Linked DNA regions of Sus scrofa: region 2 is linked to region 1. Evidence: chromatin contacts called from public Hi-C data. All regions are on one chromosome and are shown on one strand. The core of a region is the stretch at or near the end of the contact, and the rest is flanking DNA. Distances in the headings are between cores, read along the strand shown. Region 1 holds the start of SLC31A1 (high-affinity copper uptake protein). Region 2 holds the start of CDC26 (anaphase-promoting complex subunit CDC26).

What was found. Hi-C and Micro-C count contacts between places; a contact is called where the count stands out from the background.
Region 2: a Hi-C map of skeletal muscle shows a contact between it and region 1, with 3 times the contacts expected there. The contact joins the promoter of CDC26 here to the promoter of SLC31A1 in region 1. A contact is called at or near these places in 1 of 5 promoter capture datasets (liver), 8 of 47 Hi-C or Micro-C datasets (brain, fibroblasts, heart right ventricle and 2 more) and 2 of 2 datasets of contacts at active chromatin or transcription factors (alveolar macrophages and skeletal muscle).

Annotation. Positions count from the first base shown.
Region 1 is chr1:253,864,232-253,870,535 of Sscrofa11.1, reverse strand. It overlaps SLC31A1 (high-affinity copper uptake protein), which reads right to left and starts at 2,147. Exons shown (of 5, transcript NM_214100.3): 1 at 2,060-2,147. FKBP15 (FK506-binding protein 15) reads left to right here and starts at 2,351. Exons shown (of 30, transcript XM_021067627.1): 1 at 2,351-2,555. The coding sequence starts at 2,503.
Region 2 is chr1:253,903,203-253,909,186 of Sscrofa11.1, reverse strand. It overlaps CDC26 (anaphase-promoting complex subunit CDC26), which reads left to right and starts at 2,528. Exons shown (of 4, transcript XM_021067696.1): 1 at 2,528-2,723; 2 at 5,907-5,984. The coding sequence starts at 5,964. PRPF4 (U4/U6 small nuclear ribonucleoprotein Prp4) reads right to left here and starts at 2,456. Exons shown (of 14, transcript XM_005660339.3): 1 at 2,366-2,456; 2 at 1,416-1,593.

The DNA of each region.
Region 1 (6,304 bases), core at 898-3,397:
TCCAGATTTTAGGAGTCCTGCCTATCTAACTCTCTGGATTAAAAACACCCCTCAAGGACAGAAAATAAGCCCTCAATGATTACTGGCATTAGCGTTGTTAAAAGTACAATTCAGATGTTTCAGTGCTGGAGTGACAATGACCAGTACTGTGGAGAGGGCTAAGAATGAACTATGTTGCTGCTGCAGCAACGTAGCTCATTTTTTTTTCTGAGGTAGCCAAGCTCACATTCTGAACAGAGCTACTACAAAGGGTTCCAGTTCCAGTGCTTAGACTCCAATTGCATCATTGCTTTAGCACTGTCAGACCTCACTGCTTTAACCATCTTGTAAAATAAACACAGGAAGTAGAGAACAACCCTAGTCCTCAGGTTAACAGAAGGATACTTGAACAAAAGTAAAACCTACGTATACTATTTCTAGCTACACTATTCCCCCCTACACCTTTCAATAGTAAAGCCTTCAGTTAATAAGAGACTAAGCAACCCAGACAGTTCACATCTAGTACAGCATTTTTCTGTGTGTGTGTGTGTCTTTTAGGGCTGCACCCACCGCATATGGAGGTTCCCTGGCTAGGGGTGCAATCGGTGTAGCCTACACCAGAGCCACAGCAACCTGGGATCTGAGCTGATACCTACACCACAGCTCACAGCAATGCCAGATCCTTAACCCACTGAGCAAGGCCAGGGACCAAACCCATGTCCTCATGGATGCTAACAAAGAATGAGAACCCTTGGAGTTCCCATCGTGGCTCAGTGGTTAACGAATCCCACTAGGAACCATGAGGTTGAGGGTTTGATCCCTGGCCTCACTCAGTGGGTTAAGGATCCGGTGTTGCTCTGAGCTGTGGTGGAGGTCGCAGACATGGTTCGGATCCAGTGTTGCTGTGGCTCTGGCATAGGCCAGCAGCTACAGCTCTGATTAGACCCCTAGCCTGGGAATCTCCATATACCCTAGAAAAGAGCAAAAAAGAATTACTGAGAACCCATTATGGGCAATAAGGCAGTGCTCTGTGACACAGGAGTCACCAAGATGAATAAAGTAACCATCCTTGAGCTTACAATTTAGTAGAAGCACACAAAACTACAACAAAAGTAGAACCAGGAAAGTGCCAAGAGGTTATGAAGTCTCTGGGAGGGGAAGTCACTTCACCTCTATTTCATGCAACAGATTACTAAAACATTCAGGTAAGGCACACTTATACTACTCTCATTGAGAGAAGCCCTGAGGAGATCAATGGGTCCTACAAAGGGTTATTATCTGCTTATCCACACCTTAGCTAAGCCAGGCCTACCTGGAGATTGTTCCAGGAGTTACACTAGGTTAACATATATAAGAAATGGTTATGATATACAGAGAGGGTGGAAACTGGAGGCAGGGAACTGATGTTAAGTCTGTGGCAAGAAACTAAGCAAAACCCAGACCAAGGTTGTGGCTGAGGATCTTCAGATTTTGAAGTTTCCTCCTTTCCATCACCCATCTCCATTGTGTTCTAGCTCTCCTGCTAGGTCTACTCTAGGGAGAGGACTTCTCTCCAAAAGCATGCCACAGTGTAGCAATAAACACTCCGAACGCGAACCCAGTGCTTCAGCCCTGATAAGGTCTAGACACCAAGCATCTAGCCCCAGCCTGCCCTTTACTCTGTGTGACCTCGGAATAGTCCACTAGTCAGCCAAGGGCTTAGTTCCTCCCTTACCTTACCTATAAATTCTGGGATTATGAGACTGCGATTGAATTTGATGACCAATCCAGCCAACACACGGAAGCACTGGATAAACAATCCGTTGAATAAACAGCGAGGTCAGCCACAGGGTACTAAGCGGTAGGGGCAATCAGGTCCCCCATTTTACAGACGGGGAAACTGAGTCACAGAACACCCTGCCCCAAGGTCACTCCAGCTAAGTCACTCTTACGGGCCTGGCCGAAAGCTCTGGTTTTCAGATCCAGTCCCCAGGCCCTTTCGCGGAGCTGAGCAGAGTGGCGCGAAGGTCCTTGCCCTAGAGGGGGAAGGACTGTGTGCTCGTGCTGCCAAATGTTGCAAGAAGGGCGAAAAAGGCCTTACCTCCCCAGATCGAGTGCCGCCACCGACGCTTCCCTCTCAGAGCCTCGATCCGCTTCTCTGTCAAGACTCTTCAGAAGACCCCTGCACTTCTGACGGCTCGACGTGTACAAGACCTCCACTTAAGTGCCGATTCCCGCCCTTATCCCGCCCCTACCCCGCCTCTTGTCTCGCCGGCCAATTGCCGCACGGGATTTCGGAGCGTCCGCGGATCAAGCCGCCTCTGAGTGAGCGAGAAGCTTTACGTCACGCGGCGTGCCTCCCACGCCTGGTCCCCTCCTTTGCCTTTGCTCCACCTCCTCAATAACCTAATCTTGCTGGCAAGAGTAACCGAGAGTTCGTCCTGCCGGAAAGCAGCACGCCCCTGCGGCAATTTACGACGTCGGCGGTGAAAGGCCCTGGAAATTCGCCGACCTCCTCCCTACAGCGGGGCGAAAGCCAGCGAGATGTTCGGTGCGAGCGACGAAGACGACACCGACTTCCTCTCGCCTAGCGGCGGGTGAGTGACAAAAGCGTGGGACAGAGGGCGTGGCTGAGAGAGCCTGGCGCACGGTTGGAGGGGTCTCTCTCTTATCAGATCTCTTCCCAACTTCCGGGTCCAGACGCTTGCCGCATTTCGGTGCTCCACAGGTCTCAGTCCCGACGGAGCGCGAAACTGCTGAGTCTGTCCACCGGGATTCTGGACCTGGCATCTCCCTGAAGGCGACCGTCGGGTTCGCTTTTTCCTTTCGGGGTCACAGTTTCTCCCGTGAAGTGGGGGTGATTGTTAATGAAAATACCCGTCTCAGAGTTTTTATGCCTCACCTGAGGCCGATATGAGACTTTTTTTCCGTAGATAAGGCGGTGGCACTTCAAAATTGGAGCTGGCGGGTCAGCTTCAGCATTCTTCAAGACCTAGCTTGGATGTCAGCTTTTTGTTGCTTTCCCTTCCCCACGGTCCCACGTGTGTCTGCCTTCATCTTTGCACACCGAACCGACTAGAGTATGAGCCCTGATAGGACAAGGCCTGCTCACGTTGTCCATCTCTGTCCAGTGCTCAGCACAGCCCCTTTCACAGGGGGTGCTTATTGAGTGTATAAGAGGTGTGAAATTGCATTCTAAACCTTAAAACCAATGTAATAAACTGCAATTGCTGTTCTCTGTCCCCAGCCATTATATATACCAGGCTGGGGTACAGGTCTTCAAGTGGCAGGACTTTGTCTCTTCCAGTAATTACTTAAGCATTTTCTCCTTTCTTTCATGTCAGTAGACAGCTTGACTACTTTCAGACTTGTGAGCTGTCAAGTTCTGATCCTTGCAGAGCCTGTCTTTGAATATATCTAGCCAATTTAAGAAGGTATTGGAGAGTGATGAATGCACCAGTATATACTTCTTGTTCTACTAAACGCTTAGGGGTTAGGTTACAAGATGATTAAGCTGCTCTGCCTGCTCTCAGCTTCCTTCTGGTCCTGGGGGTATGTTCAATATATGGTTGGGAGTTCCCATTGTGGCTCAGCAGTAAGGAACCCGACTAGCATCCATGAGAACCCGGGTTCCATCTCTTTCCCGCTCAGTGGGTTAAGGATCTGGCATTGCTGTGAGCTGTGGATGTGGCTCAGGTCCCAGGTTGCTGTGACTGGTGTAGGCCGGCAGTTGCAGCTTCAACTGACCCCTAGCCTGGGAACTTCCATATGCTGCAGGGTGTGGGAAAAAGACAAAAAAAAAAAAAAAAAAAAAAAAAAAGATTAATCATGAAATGATTAATGGTCTCTTTTGGTCTTAATAAGGATATTTAGACTTATACTATGACCCCTCTACATTAGCCATCCTAAGTCCTCTTTTCATTCTCACCTTCCCGTTCCACCCCTACCCTCACTTAGGGTAGCCTACAGCCACTACAGTTCCATTTTGAGTTCTTTCAGTTGCTTGTTTATTTTGGAGTTAAGCAATGCTTTGGTTCCTTTTTTTCCCTACTCCACCCAAAAACATTGACTAAAATTGCCATGTAGTCCAGCCATTTGCTGTTGACTGTGTAGTCAGCCTTTGGAATTAGTGCTTTTTCATCCAAACCTGTCTTGTAAATGGCCTGCCTTTTGAATATTTACAAGATGCACTTTCAATGCATTCTCCACTAGGTGCAAGCATTTGAGGGCAGTCTGTAAATGAATGTTAGATCTCCCATCTTGCATGCAACAAGCAGTACATTGCTGACTGAAAATTCCTGCCTAGATAATGACAATCATGTGCTCTTCTCCAGCTTCCCGGCCTGAGATAAGTTCTTGGTGGCTCAGCTATGCTGCTTTCCTGTGCAGGCTGCTCAAGGAGCTAAGACACTAGTTCTAGGCATAAGTCTGTGCCTCTAAACACAGACAACAGCTACTTGAATGATAAAAGGCTTAGTAAACAAAGTTATTAAGGTAACTTATTTTTGATCCCAGTAATAACCAGAAAAACCAAATCAGGTTTGAGAATGCAGAAAGTTTCACCAACATTCGCTGATTCAGCTTTTCCTGCTTTTTTCACTAAGGAAGTAGAACATATGACAGTGAGCACTGCCGTTGCTTCTCAGTTCCTCTTGTACAACTCTAATGGACTGTAAATATTCTTGATTATTAATTTTTTTAAGTATCTTGACCAAAATATATGGCCTACTTGATTCCACTTAAGATAGTCAAGCCTAATAGAAGTGGGCGTATTAGTGCCTAGAATGACTGTATAGATGATTGATAATCTGTATTCCAAGTTTCTAGGCCTCTTAGAGTCCATAATTAAACTGTAAATAAAGAGTAGTCAGCAGATTCAGGAGGCTTGCTGTTTTTTTTGTTTTTTTTTTTTTAATTTTCCCACTGTGCAGCATGCTGTGTTTTTTTATTGTTTTTTGTCTTAGCCCTTTCTCTACCATTGAGTCTTTGAAATGAAGAAATGTGTAAGCGCCTATTAAATGTAGGACTTCAGCTAATACAGATCCTACCCCTAAGAAACTTCCAGTTTAGTAGTAGAATAAAATCACAACAGTAGTAATAAACACAAAGCATTTTTAAGGGGCCAGTTATGTGTATACTTGTGTTTTGGATTATATAAAAGATATATGTGGAGATATGATTAACATGGTAATGATAAATTACCCATGTAACTCTAGAAAAAAGAGAAATCTGGAACTGCTCATCAGAAAGCATCTTTATTTATTTTGCCTTTTCTAGAACCGCACCTGAGGCATATGGAGGTTCCAGTCCAATTGGAGCTGTAGCCACCAACCTACACCACAGCCACAGCAATGTGGGATCCGAGCTGCCTCTGCAACCTACAATACAGCTCAAGGCAACGCTGGATCCTTAACCCACTGAGCAAGGCCAGGGATCGAACCCGTGACCTCATGGTCCCTAGTTGGCTTCATTAACCACTGAGCCACAATGGGAACTCAAGAAAGCATTTTTAAGTTCTGTAAAAGGTATGGAAAAGCCTAGATTCTGATGTTGATTCTGCCCCCAGTTAGCAGTGTGATTTTGTGGACAAGTTGCTTCCCATCCTTGGCTCTCCATACCCCAGTCTATTTATTTATTTCCTTGCTTTTTAGGGCTGTACATGAGGCATATGGAGGTTCCCAGGCTAGGGGTCCAATCAGAGCTACAGCTGCCAGGCTACGCCACAGCCACGGCAATGCAGGATCTGAGCTGTGTCTGTGACCTACACCACAGCTCATGGCAACACCAGATCCTTAACCCACTGAGCGAGGCCAGGGATAGACCCCACACCCTCATTGTTCCTAGTCGGATTTTTCCTGGATTCGTTTCCGCTGTACTACAGTGGGAACTTCCATACCCCAGTCTAATAAATGATGGGGTTGCGCTAGCTGATCTTTGAGACTTTCCAATCCTGTGGTTTTGTATTTATGCAATTATCACTTTATAGTTGTAGATCAGTTTGTGATTGATCAAGCATACTTTCTTCCTTCTAGGGGTGTCTGAGTTGGACCAGCATTTTAAGGATATGTGCACATGTATGTAAAACACACCTTGTTACTCAGCGCCGGGTACTAAACTAAGTACTATATGTGCATTATCATATTTATTTCTCTCTACTACTCTCTGAGGTAGTTTTTACTATTATAGCCATTTTATAAATGGGAAATTAAGGATCAGAGGGGTAAGTTGCTAAGATCAAACAGCTAAAAGTAAAAAAGAACCTGGATTTGAAATCATGCAAGCAGATTTCCACCAGATTGCCTGTATGCCTTATTATTATAGAAGTAAATGTTAGGTACCACGTTTT
Region 2 (5,984 bases), core at 1,279-3,778, 38 kb before region 1:
CAGCCCAGATACAAGCATTTGGATGAAAAATGAGAAGTATAGTAGTGATGCTGTTATGTTTAAAACAACATAAAAAGTTAAAAAAGTCACCAGAGCACATGTGTACAGAAAAAGAAAATGTGTGGGAGTATTAATAGAAATGACAGAATCCTATCTGCAGAGGTCTTTCTACACCTTTCAGTACGATTTGAATTTCTTATGACAAATATGAATAATTTTATTTTAAAAACAGTGGACCACTAGTTACTGACATCAAAAGATATCCTCAACAGTAAACAGAATGACAAATGCAGGTTACGAAATAATTTATCATGATTTCATTTATAGAAAAAAATCTTGTATTTCTGTAGCTTTATTAAATTCTTGGAATAATATAGACCTAATTAATAAGGATTATAGGCTTTTCTACCTCACACATTTCTAACTAATCTCTTTCAAAATAAAAACAGCTATTGCTTTTAATTGAAAGAGATATTTCATTTTGGGTGAAAAATAATTGGAAAACTGAACAAGTTAGAATATTATGAACCAGGGTAGTTCCAAACCAATGCCAGAACTATCCTAGATATCCATAAGATAAGTGGAATCAATCTGAATCCAAACACACACTGAATAAATTCCCAGTAAAATTATTAACAATTCAGGGAAGAAAACCTGTATAAAAGGTTTTAAGAAAAAAGGTTCTGGGAGTTCCCGTCGTGGCGCAGTGGTTAACGAATCTGACTAGGAATCATGAGGTTGCAGGTTCGATCCCTGGCCTTGCTTAGTGGGTTAATGATCCGGCGTTGCTGTGAGCTGTGGTGTAGGTTGCAGACGCAGCTTGGATCCCGAGTTGCTGTGGCTCTGGCATAGGCTGGCGGCTACGGCTCCGATTAGACCCCTAGCCTGGGAACCTCCCATATGCCGTGGGAGTGGCCCAAGAAATGGCAAAAAAGACAAAAAAAAAAAAGTTAAAAGAAAAAAGGCTCTGGGGTAATGTTAAATGGGTAGGCAGAAAGTATGGCCTTCGAAAGATGCAAATTTTTGTTTGTTTTTTTGTTTTTTTGCTTTGTTAGGGCCGCACTTGGGGCATTTGAAAGTTCCCAGGCCAGGGGTCAAACTGGAGCTGCAGCTGCCAGCCTACAACACAGTCACAGGCTCTTGGGATCTGAACCACGTCTGAGACCTACACCACAGCTCAAAGTAACAGTGGATCCTTTAATCCACATTTGAATGAGGTCAGGGATCCAACCTGCATCCTCTTGGATACAAGTTGGGTTCGTGTAACCCGGGAGCCACAATAGGAACACCAATAGATGCAAGTTTAATATGCGAAGTTTTCTGACACTATACTTGTGATATCTACGTTTAGGAAAGTAAATATTACAGAAATTTTGAGCACCCAAAGTAGAGATGGACTACAGTTTGCATCTTACCAGAGGTTATGTTAATATTCCCTGCTTCAATTCCTGCTTTAAGTCCTTCTTTTCCCAAAATCCCAGACTCTCCTTTGGCCAGCCGTTCCCTCTCCTTTTCTTCCAAACTTCCATAATAGATGTGTGGTTTCTTCACAACAGGAGCGACTAAGTCATCAGGTGCCTTAGTTTTGGTTGCCTGTTAAATCAAAGACCTGGATGAACCTAAAGCTTAATCTCAGCAATTTGCTAGCTTCCCAGAGGATGAAGCTTATCCAGAGCTTCAATCCTATTCCCTCCCCCAAAAAAGACAAGTTGGACACCAATTAAGATGTATCTTCCCTGATGGAGTGGGGCAGGGGGGAGTGTTCCAGTCTCTCAGTCACTTTAAGTTTTGCAGATAGGAAGAGATAGATAAAACTAGTGAATTTCTCTTGTGATTTTTCTATCAATGGTTTGCTTTGGAACATGTTTACTTCATTTGGTTGGAGGTGCAATCTCTTCTTGGGTTTTATGAAACTTTCAGGGCCACTGCTCATCACAGGAGATATCAAGAATAACTGAAATAACCAACGCCATGATAAAGGGGAACAAGTTATAAAGTTACCGGTCTATACAATTCAAACGTTTTCAGACGCGAGGTAGTAGATATGAAGTTAGGAGGCCTCATTATAATCAAGACTGACACTGTCGTAAATCTTGGCCAAAACCCTACTCCCTTTCAGAGCTCCGTTTCTGAACGAGACGGAAGAGGTATTTACATTTTAGGGTTGTTGTAGTAAGAGATGAAAATGACCTAAAACACACTCCGGTCACTCAAAGAAAAACGCTGCTCAGCTCTCTAAGACCAGACCGAGTCTGGCAGCCTTCCTCCTCAGTCCTCCACCGCCCGTTCCCTAACGGCTCTGTTCTGCACGGACCCCCCACCCCTCCGCCCTCCCTGCCCTGCCAGAGTGAGCCGAGATCCGTACCGTGGAGGAGGCTCGCGAGGAAGCCATGCTGGGCTCCGAGGCCGCGAAGCTTCAGCAAGAGGCGAGCCCTACGTTCCAGACCATCCACCGCGCGCCTAACAAAGCGGAATTACGTCCAGACCGGAAGTGGGCCGAGGGCCGAAGCCGCGTCCTGGGCGCCGTAGAGCATGATGGGAATCGTAGTAGGAAAGGCTCTGGGTGCGTTGAGCGTTGTGACACGTACAGCCTCTAAAAAGAGCACGCGGAGGACGAGGTTCTGCGAGGAGAGAGACTCAGAGCAACCTGGGAGGTGTAGTGCAGTTGACATAGCAGAAGATTCGGGGTGGGCGCTGAGGTTCCGGGAAAGGGCTGAAAAGAGGTAGGTGCTTCAAGTCGCGCGCCTCCGGACTGAACTCCGGGAGTGAAACGGCACCTTCCGGGGTCTGCTGCCGCTCCCGGCCCTGCGAAGAGCTTTAAGTCCTCCTAGAGTGGTGGACCATGTTGCCATGGAAACCTTTGCCCCGGACCCAGGAGTGCGGTCCTGTAGCCGCGAAAGGAGTGTGCTTTCCTCCGCTGTCGGGAAGTTCTCTCGGCAGCTTCTTTTGAGCTGGGTGGATTTTCGGTGCATTTGGGCAGTGGCGAAAGAATAAGCTCGAAGAGCCCTCTAGCGCCAGAGTAAAATAAAGAGCCAGCGGAGGAGCCATGGCCTGTGTTTGGTCTATATTACTCGGAGTGAGATGAAGAATGTCAGGCGTCAGGTAAACTGCGCGCAAGCAGCTCTGCACAGCCCTGTGTTGCCCTGGGTGTTGGGGCACCAGAGATCGACAAGACAAGGTTTTTGCTCCCGTATCGGGGGTGGAGATTTTTCAAAATTTATTGTTGTTTCCCGAGCTGGACAGAGCCTCCTACCCTCTCCAAGGGCAGTTACAATAATAATGGCTACATATTTGAGCGTTTACTAAATGCCAAGTTACGTACGTTACAGGCACTTATCTGCATCACGTCATTCAATCCATACAACACCTGAGTACAGATACAAGGGAAGAAGCTAAGATCTAGTGAAAGGCGAAGCTAATTGTCCAAAATCAGTGGCAACAGAATTTGAGTCTCTGCCCTTTGCCTCCAAAGCAAGCACTTTTACCCATTACACTATACTTCTTCATAGTGGTGAGCTTTTTACAGCTTGCGGGAAAGTTAGAATGTATCACAGTTGTTTTTTTCTTTTAAGCATTCTCTTGGAACTTTGGCTTCCTCTTGCCTTTGTCTACGTTGGAATCAAGATCCTATTTGATTTGGGAGTTCCTGTCGTGGCGCAGCAGAAACGAATCCGACTAGGAACCAGAGGTTGTGGGTTTGATCCCTGGCCTTGCTCAGTTGGATCCGGAGCTTAAGGATCCGGCATTAGGGTGAGCTGTGGTGTAGGTCGCAGACGCGGCTCGGATCTGGCATTGCTGTGGCCCTGGCGTAGGCCGGCAGCCACAGCTCTGATTAGACCCCTAGCCTGGGAATTTCCATATGCTGTGGGAGCGCCCTAAAAGGACAAAAAAAAAAAAAAAAAAAAATCGTATTTGATTTAGTACCAAAAAATTTGAAATGTAATGTGTCAGTGTTTTGTGTTGATAATATCATTTGTCTCAGTCCCAGGCTTCATGGGAGGAGGGGAAATTTTATCTTTTGTATACTTCACAGTCCCTAGCTACATCCTAGAAACATGTAATAATCATTTATGTTTGTACATACTTTTTTTTTGCTTTTTAGGGCCGCACCTGCGGCATATGGAGGTTCCCAGGCTAGGGGTCTAATCAGAGCTACAGCTGCCGGCCTGTACCACAGCTCACCACAACACCGGATCCTCAACCCTCTGAGTGAGGCCAGGGATGGAACCCTTAACCTCATGGTTCCCAGATAGATTCATTTCCACTGCGCCACGATGGGAACTGTACATACCTCATTTTATTTATTTATTTATTTTGTCTTTTGTCTTTATTGGGCTGCAGCAGTGGCATGTAGAGCCGAGTCTGCAATCTATACCACAGATCACAGCAATGCTGGATCCTCAACCCACTGAGTGGGGCCAGGGATCGAACCTGAAACCTCATGGTTCCTAGTTGGATTTGTTTCCGCTGCACCATGAGGGGAACTCCAGAACTATACATACTTTAAAGGAGGTTTCACTTACCTCATTCTCACTTTTTTTGTGTGGTCTTTTTTAGGGCCACACCTGAGGTATATGGAAGTTCCTAGACTAGGAGCCAAACTGGAGCTATAGCTGCCGGCCTACACCAAAACCATAGCAACACAGGATCCAAGCCCTGTCTGCAACCTATACCACAGCTCACGGCAATGCTGGATCCTTAACCCACTGAGCAAGGCCAGGGATCAAACCTGCATCCTCGTGGATACTAGTGGGATTCTTAACCTGATAAGTCTCAGCTAGAACTCCAAGGCTGAGACATTTGTTAATCAACTGAATAGCTTCAACTTTATCTGTAAAATAGGGTAATTTTGCCAGTGTCATAGTATTTCTGTGTTAAAAATGAGAATGTACAAGAAAAGCATAGCATGGTGCTCGAGAAAAGTTCATTTCACTTTTTGAATTTGAATATCTAAATTTATTCAGCAAAACATATACTGATTGGTTATTATAGACATTCTCTACAGGATGCTGTTGGGAATATAAAGATGATGCCATTGGAGTTTCCTTCGCGGCTCAGCGGTTAACAAATCTAACTAGGATCCATGAGGATGCGGGTTCCATCCCTGGCCTTGCTCAGTGGGTTAAGGATCCGGGGTTGCCATGAGTTGGGGTGTAGGTCGAAAATTCGGCTCAGATCCTGTGTTGCTGTGGCTGTGGTGTAGGCTAGAGGCTATAGCTCCGATTTGACCTCTGGCCTGGGAACCTCCATATGCTGCAGGTGCAGCCCTAAAAAGAAAAAAAAAATGATGCCCTCAACAGCTTTTAAACTCAGTTTAGGAGTTTCCTTCTAAAGAAAATCTTTTTTTTTGAGTTCCCGTCATGGCGCAGTGGTTAATAAATCCAACTAGGAACCATGAGGTTGCAGGTTCGATCCCTGGCCTTGCCAAGTGGGTTGGGGATCTGGCATTGCCGTGAGCTGTGGTGTAGGTTGCGGAAGAGGCTTGGATCCTGAGTTGCTGTGGCTGTGGTGTGGGCTGGCAGCTGCGGCTCTGATTCAACCCCTAGCCTGGGAACCTCCATATGCTGCAGGAGCGGCCCAAGAAATGGCAAAAGTCAAAAATAAAGAAAAGAAGAAAACCTTTTTTTTTTTTTTTTTTTTTAAGCATACAAATTACTTTGGATTTTCATATTCTAGGGTGTTCCCTTGGCCTCTGTGCATACTTGTTCTCTCTGCCTCGGATGCCCTTAAGCCCCTTTCTCTGCCTGCCCTTCACACATCAACTAAGACATCATCTCTACCAGGAAGTCTTGCACATCCCTCTTCACCCCACTGGACTGAGTGCTTATGTGATACCATTGCGTTACCCTCCTCAGCGTTCTTATTACACTGTATTGAAATTTTCTCTTTGTTTGTTTTTTCCACAGACTGTGGCTATGCCTTTTAACTGTGTAGCTGGAGTACAAGAAGTGTTTGTTTAATGAATGACCTATCCATTTAGCACC